2 separate regions of the Mus musculus genome follow, and region 1 is linked to region 2. The links are chromatin contacts, called in public Hi-C maps. All regions are on one chromosome and are shown on one strand. The core of a region is the stretch at or near the end of the contact, and the rest is flanking DNA. Distances in the headings are between cores, read along the strand shown. Region 1 overlaps Dlgap2 (DLG associated protein 2). Region 2 overlaps Dlgap2 (DLG associated protein 2).

What was found. A called contact is a pair of places that touch in the nucleus more often than the background predicts.
Region 1: a contact with region 2 is called in a Hi-C map of muscle stem cells, with 1.8 times the contacts expected there. The contact joins two enhancer-like sites. A contact is called at or near these places in 1 of 15 datasets of contacts at CTCF or cohesin (the NIH/3T3 cell line), 19 of 484 Hi-C or Micro-C datasets (the C2C12 cell line, LSK cells, astrocytes and 10 more), 1 of 115 datasets of contacts at active chromatin or transcription factors (embryonic stem cells) and 1 of 9 other capture datasets (embryonic stem cells).

Annotation. Positions count from the first base shown.
Region 1 is chr8:14,713,515-14,718,850 of GRCm38.p6, forward strand. All of the region lies in intron 5 of Dlgap2 (DLG associated protein 2), which reads left to right. Among named protein-coding and RNA genes, the nearest start is that of C030037F17Rik, 50 kb to the right of the region's middle. Within about 2 kb of position 3,042, at least 19 of the 459 cell types and tissues checked have an H3K27ac peak or open chromatin away from gene starts, as enhancers often do. A contact at or near this core is called in the C2C12 cell line and muscle stem cells, where this site is marked.
Region 2 is chr8:14,815,846-14,820,809 of GRCm38.p6, forward strand. The region is part of intron 9 of Dlgap2 (DLG associated protein 2); the gene reads left to right. Among named protein-coding and RNA genes, the nearest start is that of C030037F17Rik, 52 kb to the left of the region's middle. Within about 2 kb of position 2,871, at least 22 of the 459 cell types and tissues checked have an H3K27ac peak or open chromatin away from gene starts, as enhancers often do. A contact at or near this core is called in the C2C12 cell line and muscle stem cells, where this site is marked.

The DNA.
Region 1 (5,336 bases), core at 1,792-4,291, 100 kb before region 2:
ACACGCATCAGCTAGTGAAAGATCAAGTTGTGGTTTGGACCCAGGCCTCCTGGACCCCTTGGTGTTTGTGTTGGAATGGAGCTCAGATCAGATCAACTCTGGTTCCCCGTGCCATCTGCTGCAGTTATTATGTTATTGGATCTTTGATACTGTTTTTTGTTAGTTCCTGAAAATTGATGTAATGACACATAAACTTATAGTCGTTCTGAAAATCAAATCGGACCAATTCTAGGGATTTCTATTCTAATTACTTTCAGTGACCAGAAATAATTTTAATTAATTAGTGTTTTAGTCGCACATGGTAGTGTGACTTTTCCTGGGGTGATATGAGCAAATGTTTTCTCACTCTACATAGAACATCAACAGACCAAATAAACAATTCCACCAAGGTTCAAGTTGGTGAACCAATAAATATTGGGGTTACTTAGAAGATATTCATCAAAGGCAGCTACATGACTGCAAAGCTCACTTCAACCTGTATGAATCATAAAAGCGTCATCCTGGCAGCTCTCTGCATGATATACTGACAGCTTACCAGGTCAGATGGTCTCCTTTCCCCAGCAGTATTTACTGTTTATGTAGTATTGAGGAAGAAGCAGCCTTGTGAGTTTGATATGTTTCAGGAACTTCCTGAGACTTGTGGATTGCCTGTATCCTGAATCTTTTTAATATTATATTTTTGTTAACTCTTTGAAATTCTATATATGCACACAATATTCACTCTCCTCTGCTCCCCCTAATACCTACAGAGTCCATGATCACTTCAACTTTATACTTTCTTTTTCTTTTTTTTTTTATAACCCACTCATTCCACTTTGTGCTGACTATGTATAAATATGTGTGAGTTCATCTACTGGAACTTGATGGAACTATGAGAGGCGACAACCCTAAAAAGCTGACTACTTCTCCGCCCCCATCAGCAGTCATCAACTGTCAGTAGCTCCTCAGTGAGGGGTTGAAGCTCACAGGCTCCTATTCCCTCCCTGCTGGGATGCTGACTGGCTTGATATTGTATAGGTCTTGTGCAGACAATCACATTTGGTGTGAGTTTGTGAGAACATCAGTCCTGTGGTGTTCAGAAGATACTGGTCCTTCCCTGATCCTCCAAGTCTCTGGCTCTTACAGTCTTTCTTCTTCCTCTTCTGTGATGTTCCCCGAGCCTTGGTAGGAAAGTAAATGTGATATCGATTTTCCATTTGTGGCTGAGCACTCAAGTGACACCTGTCCTCTTCACTTTTACCAGTTGTGATTTTCGGGGCTAGCCATAATCCTCTGCACAAAGAGGCTTCTCTGAGGTCTGAAAGCTGTTCTAATCTAGATAGTATGTAGAGGACATTTTGATACTGTAACAGTAGGTTCATAGCTAAGGCCTACGGGCTCCCCAACCATGGTTCATGGTCAAGTTTACAGTACCAGGCATGTGTTTAAGGCAGGCCTTAAATCCAATTAAAAATAAAACAGCTGGTTATTCCCACAATAGCTGCGTCCCTATTGTACCCTGGTGCATATCTTGCCTGGTGGTCATTATTGTAACTTGCAGGCTTCAAGGCTGAGCATGACTGCTGTAACTTCTTTCTTCCAGCACCCGAAATACTTTCTGGTGCTATGAAAGCTAGTCAGAGGGGAAGGGGCTTCCCTATCAAAAACGGCTTAATTTATTCATGTCCTGTGACCACAGTATGGCATATCTTAAGCAATAGGCCCATACCATTGAGTTCTAGTGGATATCCAGTAGCCATTGCAATCACTTGCTTTGTTTGATGGGGTCTCCAGAATACCTCTTACCAACAGTTTGAGGGGAGGTATCCCACACCTGGCAGTGGGCTTTTTATTTTGCAACCTATGGCTTCTGAGAGGAGTATTATCCTCTGGCCAGGGTAGTGTGTGTGTGTGTGTGTGTGTGTGTGTGTGTGTGTGTGTACGCACGTGTGCTTATAAATAGTAGGTTCCCCTATTTTCTAAAACATTCTTAATGTTAGTTACCCCTTCTTCTACCCCATCCTCTTCTCTACCCTCACAGCTTCTTCCTTCAAGGATGGAATGTTTCAATCCAGAGGATGTTGCAACACAACAATATATGTGCATACCTGAAAACCCAAAGCTCATAATGAGCTAGCCTGTTTACATAGAAATCTTCTCCAAATATCAGGGTAGCAACCCTGTACTATTCCATACAGTGGCTGGAGTTTTTCTTTCGGCTAAATTTCAGGATTTTGCACACTTAGGGTTAGTTTACCTGATTTCTGAAACAGCCATGCAGGCTTGAGACAGAGAGTCTGGAATCACAGTTAGGGCCTATGGGGAGACAAGGTGAAGGCTTTCTCCATTCAGCCTGTGATCTCTCCTTCAACAAGAACTATTGCTTGGGAAGCCACATGGGTACCTTGTGTCTCCAAGGACTCCAGGCCACTCAGCTTCTTCATCAGTGTGGATCAATCGATTGCTATTCCCATACTCTTCTACCATTCACTCTACCTCCTACAGGTGCAGAGACAGTGTCCTAGACTATAATAGCAAAGTCAGCAGGCTCAGTATGGACTGTGCTTCCACACACAGCTGACCACTTGAGAGAAGCCAAAGCTCTCATCCAACACGGGAAGTAAACTCTGGCACCTCCCTCCCTCCAGATGGGATATAAATGTTGCATACAAATGGAAATGGTACTGAAAGGTTCAACCTATTCCTTTGGAAATGGGTGTGAGGTAATCGCAGATCCCAGAGAAGATCCATGGAGTCTATCCCCACACTAGAGTATAAGGTATGACTGTAGTGTCAGAATCTTATACAGGTTCAGCCTGTGATGAAGTGTCTCAGCTACCCACATCAGAAGACAGGTAAGAGAGAATGCCAGGACTGGGAGTAATGAAGAGGCCTGACTTGGCCTCCCCCCGACCCTGTGGAGAGTTCAACCTCCCTAGCTTTGCTGGGGTCAGATGCATAGTGTGTGTGATCATCACACTTGATGAACATACTTCATTATTGTGAAGGAAATTCTTCAGCCAGATCTGTGCACTTGTGACATGATGAGTCACCACGAGACGTGTCACCTCTATGTCCAGGCAGGATGAGTAAAGCACTGGGCTGGGTGAGGAAGAGCCTCCACGGGGACTGGCCTCAGAAATGGCTTTTGAAGTATAAAGAGGGAGGTGACAGTATGAGAACTGTGTGACAGACAAATAAAGGCCCTCCCCAGATGCTGATATCCGAGTCCCCTAACCTGCAAATATGTCAGGCCACATACAGGAGGGGCCTCAGGTGGCAACAGGAAACCAGGTCACTATCCTGCTAGCTGTACTAGAGTTTTTCCGTGGCTATCAGAATGAGTATATGTCATCAAAGTCCATCTGGAAGGCCAGCAAAGTCCGAGGGATCTGTTGCCTGTTGCCGGGGCTCAGAAAGTGTGTGACGTGAGTTTACAGAGCTTGCTTACGGGAGTATGGGTGACTCGGGCACCATAGGTGAAGACAGGAAAACTGGATATTCAAGCCCAGCCAACCTTCAACCTTGGGTATACGTTACGACCTCTGAAGATCTGGTGGAACTGGAATCTCACGTGAGGGTCTGATGACACACACAGCCCATTCTGTAGAGGAGCACAGTAGGCTTATTCTTGTGAGGGTCTTTGTAAGTAATCACAGACTCTCTGGTTTCAAGATGAGCAGCCATGCTATATCCAGAGGCCAAGTGTGCACCACAGGAGAAAAGAAAGCCAGAAAGGAAAGCAAAGCTATTTCCCATCTGGCCACTGCTCTAACCAGATTCTAGATTCTGCCACCAATCCCACATAACCACAGGAAAACACAGGAAAAACCCTGCTTTCATTTCTGTGACTGAGTGAGGTCACTGGGTGAAACGGAGCCAATGTGTCACCATGATCTCTCTCACAGCATGGGACTGTGCAGTCTGCCCATTGCAGAGCCACCCTTCTGCAGCTCTGATTGTCTTTGCAGCCTTGATGGACACCGTACACACTGATACTCTGTGCTTATATGAACTCTGCGCTCTTTGCCAACCTTCTGAATTTACTCGTGAGCCTTTTCGTCTCAAATTCTCAGCAGCTTCAGGAAAGTTGGCATTTTGTGGGTGATTTAAGTAGCAAACTGCTCCATGGGTTTGTCAGTTGTTCTCCCCTTTGACCTGATGCCTCCTGGAAAAGTGTTTTATTGTAGTCATATTTATTGGTCTTTTACAGAGCTCTTAGGTGGTAGGTCACTGTTAGTCGCTCAGCCCTAAGCAGCATTAAAGGGACTCACTGTTTGCATCTAGAGGTGTGAAGCTTCTCTTTCACATGATACCTCTTCTGGAAGTCTGAATAACAAACTTCCCTTAGGTCTGGGGTCAGGGATTCAAGCCGGTGATGTCCTGTAGGTTAATCACTTTCGATTTTGTTCTGATTCAGGGATGGGAAGTTGTTGAGCTGTACTTCCGTTATAGCCAATAGAATAACAAGAATGTCTTCCATATTTTTTTTTGCAAACATGGCAGTTGTGTTCTGACAGTGTTCATAACTACTACTGTCTACTCTTAGCAAAGACTGGAATATGTTGGGATGACACAGGCTACCATCCTCACACAGAGGAAGCACCTGTTGCCGTCTGTATGCAGAAGCATGACGCCATCGTGTGCAATTGTCCGCCTCACACAATGTTGACTCACCTGGGAAGAGCATCTCAGATGTATATCAGGCCGGCCTGTGAGTGTGCCTGGGGTTAGCATGAGAAGCCCCACTGTGAGCACCACCATTCCCTAGGCAAGGCAATCTGGACTGTGCAATATAGAGTGTTCAGCACAAGTATGCATCCATTCGTTTTTCTCTTCTCTTTATTGTGGATGTGATTTGACCAGCTGTGTCAAGGTCCTGCCTTGACTTCCATGCTACAGTGTACTATAACCTAGAATTATGAGCTAAAATAAACCATTTATCCCAACACTTGGACTTGTCAGGGTATTTTATAGCAGCAACAGAAATGAAACTAAAATTCACGGCCTCTCCCAAGACTTCAGGAATTCCCAAACACAACCACAGTTGTGTAATAGAAATAGCATACATCTTAAAAACTGTACTCTGAGGGTAATGCAGATGTTGTTTGACTTGGTCTCTGTGGTAACAATTTTTCTGAGCCTCATTCCATGAAACAAAATTTCCCAATCCATCTGTGTGACTCCAGGCCATTGGCCTCTTTGCATGTCACTTTCTTCATCTAGAACACAGGTTTATGCTGGTTGACCAGGGCTCAGCTATTAGTTGGTTTGGTTTCGTTGTTGTTGATGATGATGATGTTGTTGTTTTGTTTTGTTTTTTAATACTAGTGACCCATTTCTTCTATTTAGCCAAG
Region 2 (4,964 bases), core at 1,621-4,120:
AAGTGAGGTCACGGCACTGTCATGAGGAAGGGAGAATGGGGCAATTTGTTCTATTTCATTCAAGTTGTCTTCTTTCCAGTAAAGGGGGTTGGTTCAACTCTCCTGTCAGACCCTGGATAGCCCAATATGAAGCTATGAGGTGGGTAAGCATGTGTCCCACATAGAGTCACACTGTATGTATGCTTAGGTGTTCTATGTGGAGTCATATCGTGGATGCTGGCATTTCAAATGGAGCCTCACTGCATGTGTGTGAGCATCCCAGGTATAGCCATGTTGGTGTGGGGGTATCCTGTGTGTGGAAAGAGTGTGTTTCTCTGGAACCACATGAGGGGTGTGTGTGTGTGTGTGTGTGTGTGTGTGTGTGTGTGCACATGCATGTGCAGATGTGTGTACTCTTAGGTATTTCCTAAGAGGCATAGATAGGATTTTCTTCCCCATGATTGAATTTTGTAAATATGTATCGTGTAGTAAGTTGGTAGTAATCTCTAAAGAGGTGAAGGCTTTGGACAAGCTCCAGGTTGCTGTGGTGGTTTTGTTTGTTTGGTTTCAGTTTTGGTTGGTTGGTTGGTTGGTTGGTTGGTTGGTTGGTTGGTTTGGTTTTGGTTTTGGTTTTGATTTGGTTTGGTTTTTTTGTCTTTTCCTGCTCACTAAGGAGAGGGATCATGAGAGGCAGTAGGTAACCATGGCATAATGGCTAGGTTCTGGGTGCTTAGCAGAAACATGGACAAGTGGAGATAGAAGAGGATAGTTTTCCCAAGGTCACAAGAGCACACCATCTCATGTCAGTAGAAAGAGTGACACTGTTATTTCTCAGAGCACCAGGAAGGAGATACATGAAGCCCACCCCTCTGAAGGTGGTGTATGTAGACAATCTTGAGAGATGGCTCAGCTTAGCACCGACCACCATGACTTGTCTTCCATCCTGATTCTACCATTGTAGCTACATGGAGGTGAGCTCCAGATACTGGACCATGTGTGTTGTTTAAAGAATGCTGAGCAATTACAATAATCAATTCAAGACATCAAAATAATAAATATTAAATTGCATCAAAGCAAAAGTCCAGAGCCTTGCAGAGACATGGGACCTAGAAAAATGATTCCTGAAACCAACAGATTAATGGCATAATTCTCATGTGATGTCTGCAGTGTTTATGCTGGGCTGGTTTTATAAACCTGTAAGATTTAAGTGTTTCCAGACCCTTCCTCTGTGTCTGGGGATGTGATATCTATGGTCCCTAGTAGGTTGAATGATACTCAGTGTGGATTGAATGTGAAAATTAGTAATTATAGGTTTTCACTGCAGAACAGTTGACTGCAATTAAAGATACATATATTTGAATTTGCTTTCAAAAAGGCTTACTAGGAAAATATGATAGCTTAAGTAATGTGTGTTTAACCTCTGCAATAAGAAGAATCTCTCTTGGATGTTCTGACTGCAGCCAGAGCCAGTCAAGGATATCCCCTGACACTGCATTACTGGCACCAAGTAGATATTATCTCTGCCCCTCTACACAGGCATCATGGCCCAGCCTGAGTCAGTGAAAGCTGCCAACCTATTTTTTTTTTCTTGTCATTGAAGAAAAGTCACCTCTCCTATCTTCCTGCTAGAGTGTAGCAAGCCCTTCACTGGGTTTTGCAAGAGCCTGTTAATTCCTTAGCTGCCCATGCCCTGGGGTTCCTGCTCTGCAAAGACACCAGTGTCAATATTCCCATCTTTGCCCCATAACAAACATGTTGCCAGGCAAGAAGGCATGGAGTTTGGTTTCTCTGGGCTCTCTGAGGTCTATCCTAGCCGTCCCCATAATTACCATGATGATTTGCTAAAGAGCCATGAAGCAACAAAGTTTTGGTTGTTATATTTTCAAATGTTGGTTTTTTACTTAAACACACTCAGTGAGTCCTGCATTGTGAACTGGGGCATAGGACACTTTCTTGGGCAGGAATGAAGTAGAACTGGAGTGTATCTTCGAATTTCCTAGAAAGGCCAACTGCCAACAAATTTTTCTCAGGAGTTCACCTGATAGGAGATTTAATGTTCTTCAGCATGCTATGACAATATATGTAACTGTTGTAGGACAGACAAATCATTTTAGATGTGTTGAGATATACACTGTGTGTGTGTGAGTGTGTATGTATGTGTGTGTAACAGAGGTCAACTCACCTTATTTTTAAGAGACAGGATCTCTAATCAAATCTGGAGCTCACTGATTTGATGAGACCCCCACCTCCCAGGTTCTAGGATTTAAGCACTATTCCCCACTCCTGGATATTTTTATAAATGGGCTCTTGGGAATCTGATCCAGGTCCTAACACTTGTACGGCACGTGACTTACTCCCTGATGCATCTCCCCAGACCCACATGCAGATTTCTGTTGCTTCTTGATCCCGTGTTCTTCACTATTGGCATCCAGGCTTCCAGTGCTCTGCTGTAGACACTCGATAAGTCACCAGTTTCCAGCCTGTGGGTCACGACCCTTATCTCAGTCCAGAAATACTTCCATTATGATTCATAACAACAGCAAAATTATAGTTATGAAATAGCAGTGAAATAATTTTATGGTTGGGAGTCACCGCAGCATGAGGAACTGTGTGAAAAGGTTACAGCATTAGGAAGGTTGAGAGCTACTGCTATAGATGGTCTTCCCAGGTGGACCTGCCGTTTCCCCTGTGGGCACATGTAAGTGTGCACATGTAGTGCTTAATGTCCTGGATACACTACAAACTAGTAAGAGCTTAATGAAAAGAAGACTCTAAATGAAAGCACTCTAGTTTAGTCTTCTCAAACGTGGCAAGACCCGTGCTGACCAATATTGCCAAAGCTGAGAGCCAGGAGGCAGTGTGATTTGCCTGGACACATATGTCCCCACACGTGACGTCAGAGCGTAAGAGTCATATCGAGAGACAGAATGGTTAGCCCCTCTGAGGTCATCAGCCTGGTCACTATTGACATTCAGAATGAAGTCCATTTTGGGGAGTGAATTTATCTAAATATCCAGAGGTTTCAGCAGCACCAGACCCCATCTGGGGTGTGCCATAGCACCACAGCTCTACCCTCAAAAAACATCACCAGATATTCCAAGATCCCCCAAGGGAAAGAATAAACAGGATCACCACAGCTGTGGACATCTGTCCTTCCAACGGGGAAGGGTGGGAGACCCAGGAAACTCCATGATGATAGGACCCTCCTTGCCTGCCACTTGACCAAGTGCTTCGGCACCTTTCTCTGACCCACAGTACATGAGCTGGCTAACAGGCCAGTGGCCAGCATCTCAGAGAGATCTGCTATGCCTAAATCTCACTCAAGTTCACAAGTGAGAAGAGCAAACTTAGAAATAGTGGTACCTGACAGGTGTGTTCTGTATCTTTGCATGTGCATGAAAGACACGGCTTGGCTCTGTTCCTAAGAGTGTCACTGGGTGGGCTGGTACCTCTCCCAGGTCAGTACATGTACATTGCTGCCTTCTTCTAACCCAGCTAAAATCTGACCAGAGACCAGAGGCAAGGCAAGGGACACTGGTGCCAGCCATACCATGGAGACTTTTTCCTGGGTTTTCTATAGCTCTGGGTTTTCAAATACAGATTCAGATCATCAGTAGCTGTCAAAAAAGAAAGGAAAAAAAAAAACCTGTGTGGCCCATTGGAAGAAGCCATCATAGAGGTCAGCTGGCATCAGTGACTTCTGACCATCTCTCAGCGGCCAGCAGACGGATCCTCTTTGTTTTCCCCCCTAGCCTGTGTCCTACTCCCAGAAGCTGCCTGTGACCAGGCCTGATAAATCCATGTGGAAAAAGCCCGGCTCACTGAAAGCTTTCCTTCTATGTGCTCGACGGGGTGACCTTCCTTCTCACACTGACCTCTGAACCGGATCCTATTACATAGCTCTCCCTGTTATCCTGTCTGTATGTTCTGTGCCCTCCTGAATATCCACACAACTCCATGAGGACTCAAAGAGGCCAAAGGCAGTGCCCACCAGCAGGATGTTTCCAGCCACTGCCGGCCTCTCTAGGCTCTCTCAGCTAGACCTTGGCTCATCCAGTAATCTCACATGGGGGCTGGCAGTGTTTCTACCCTGTCTCAAACATGTTGTGAATGAGCTTTAAAATGTTTAGGTGTTTGCCTTTTGCCTTCATTATCCGAGAAATGCAGAACAATTCTCAAAAAAAAAAATTATAGAAAAACCATCACCTTTCTGGGCATGTGGCTTTTCTCTGTCTGTGTCCCACACTGAGAGCCCAGCATTCCCATGCAGATGCTAAGCTCAGGGATTCTCATGGAATTCTACTTGTGACTTTGGCTGCACTGTGAGGTTGGTGGGTCTTTGGCAAATATGGGCTGGATGTCAGATGTAGAGGAAACCAAGATCAGTGTGTCCCAGACTGAAGAGAGCCAGACTCCAATGAATCCCTTAAGAAGATAAACTGGGATGCTGGTCTTTGGTGGATGGATTCAGGAAAGACCTGGGGAGGCAACACTGGACAGAGCCGCAGTAGAGACAGGGTCGTGGGGGGGCAGGGGGAGCAAAGAAAACAGTCTAAGGAGAAGTGGTAGAGTAGGAAGACAGCATAAGTGTGGTGGGGAAGTGGGATGGGAGGTGTAGGGAGACAGGGTACAGAGGTAGGGGGATTGAGGCCAAGCACAAAGGTAGGGCTGGGTGGTGCGGTGAGAGAAGGCTCTGGTAGCTTCTGGGGAGGGTGGGGTAAGACCTGGGGCAGAGCAGTTGTTCAAGAGCCTGAAACTTCCACCCAGCACAGGGATCTAGTTATGTGGCCCTCAGACTCTAGGACCAGAGAAAAGAGGAACAAAGGAGATACCACACATATGTCTCCATCATTCACACCTTTGAAGTAATTTACTGTGAGGCAAGCAAGAGCTGGGATTCCAGGAGACACCCAGAGAATCTCCAAGTGGGATACGTCCCCCAGAATGAACCACATTGAGAAGACAGTGCTGCAGACAGTAGCACG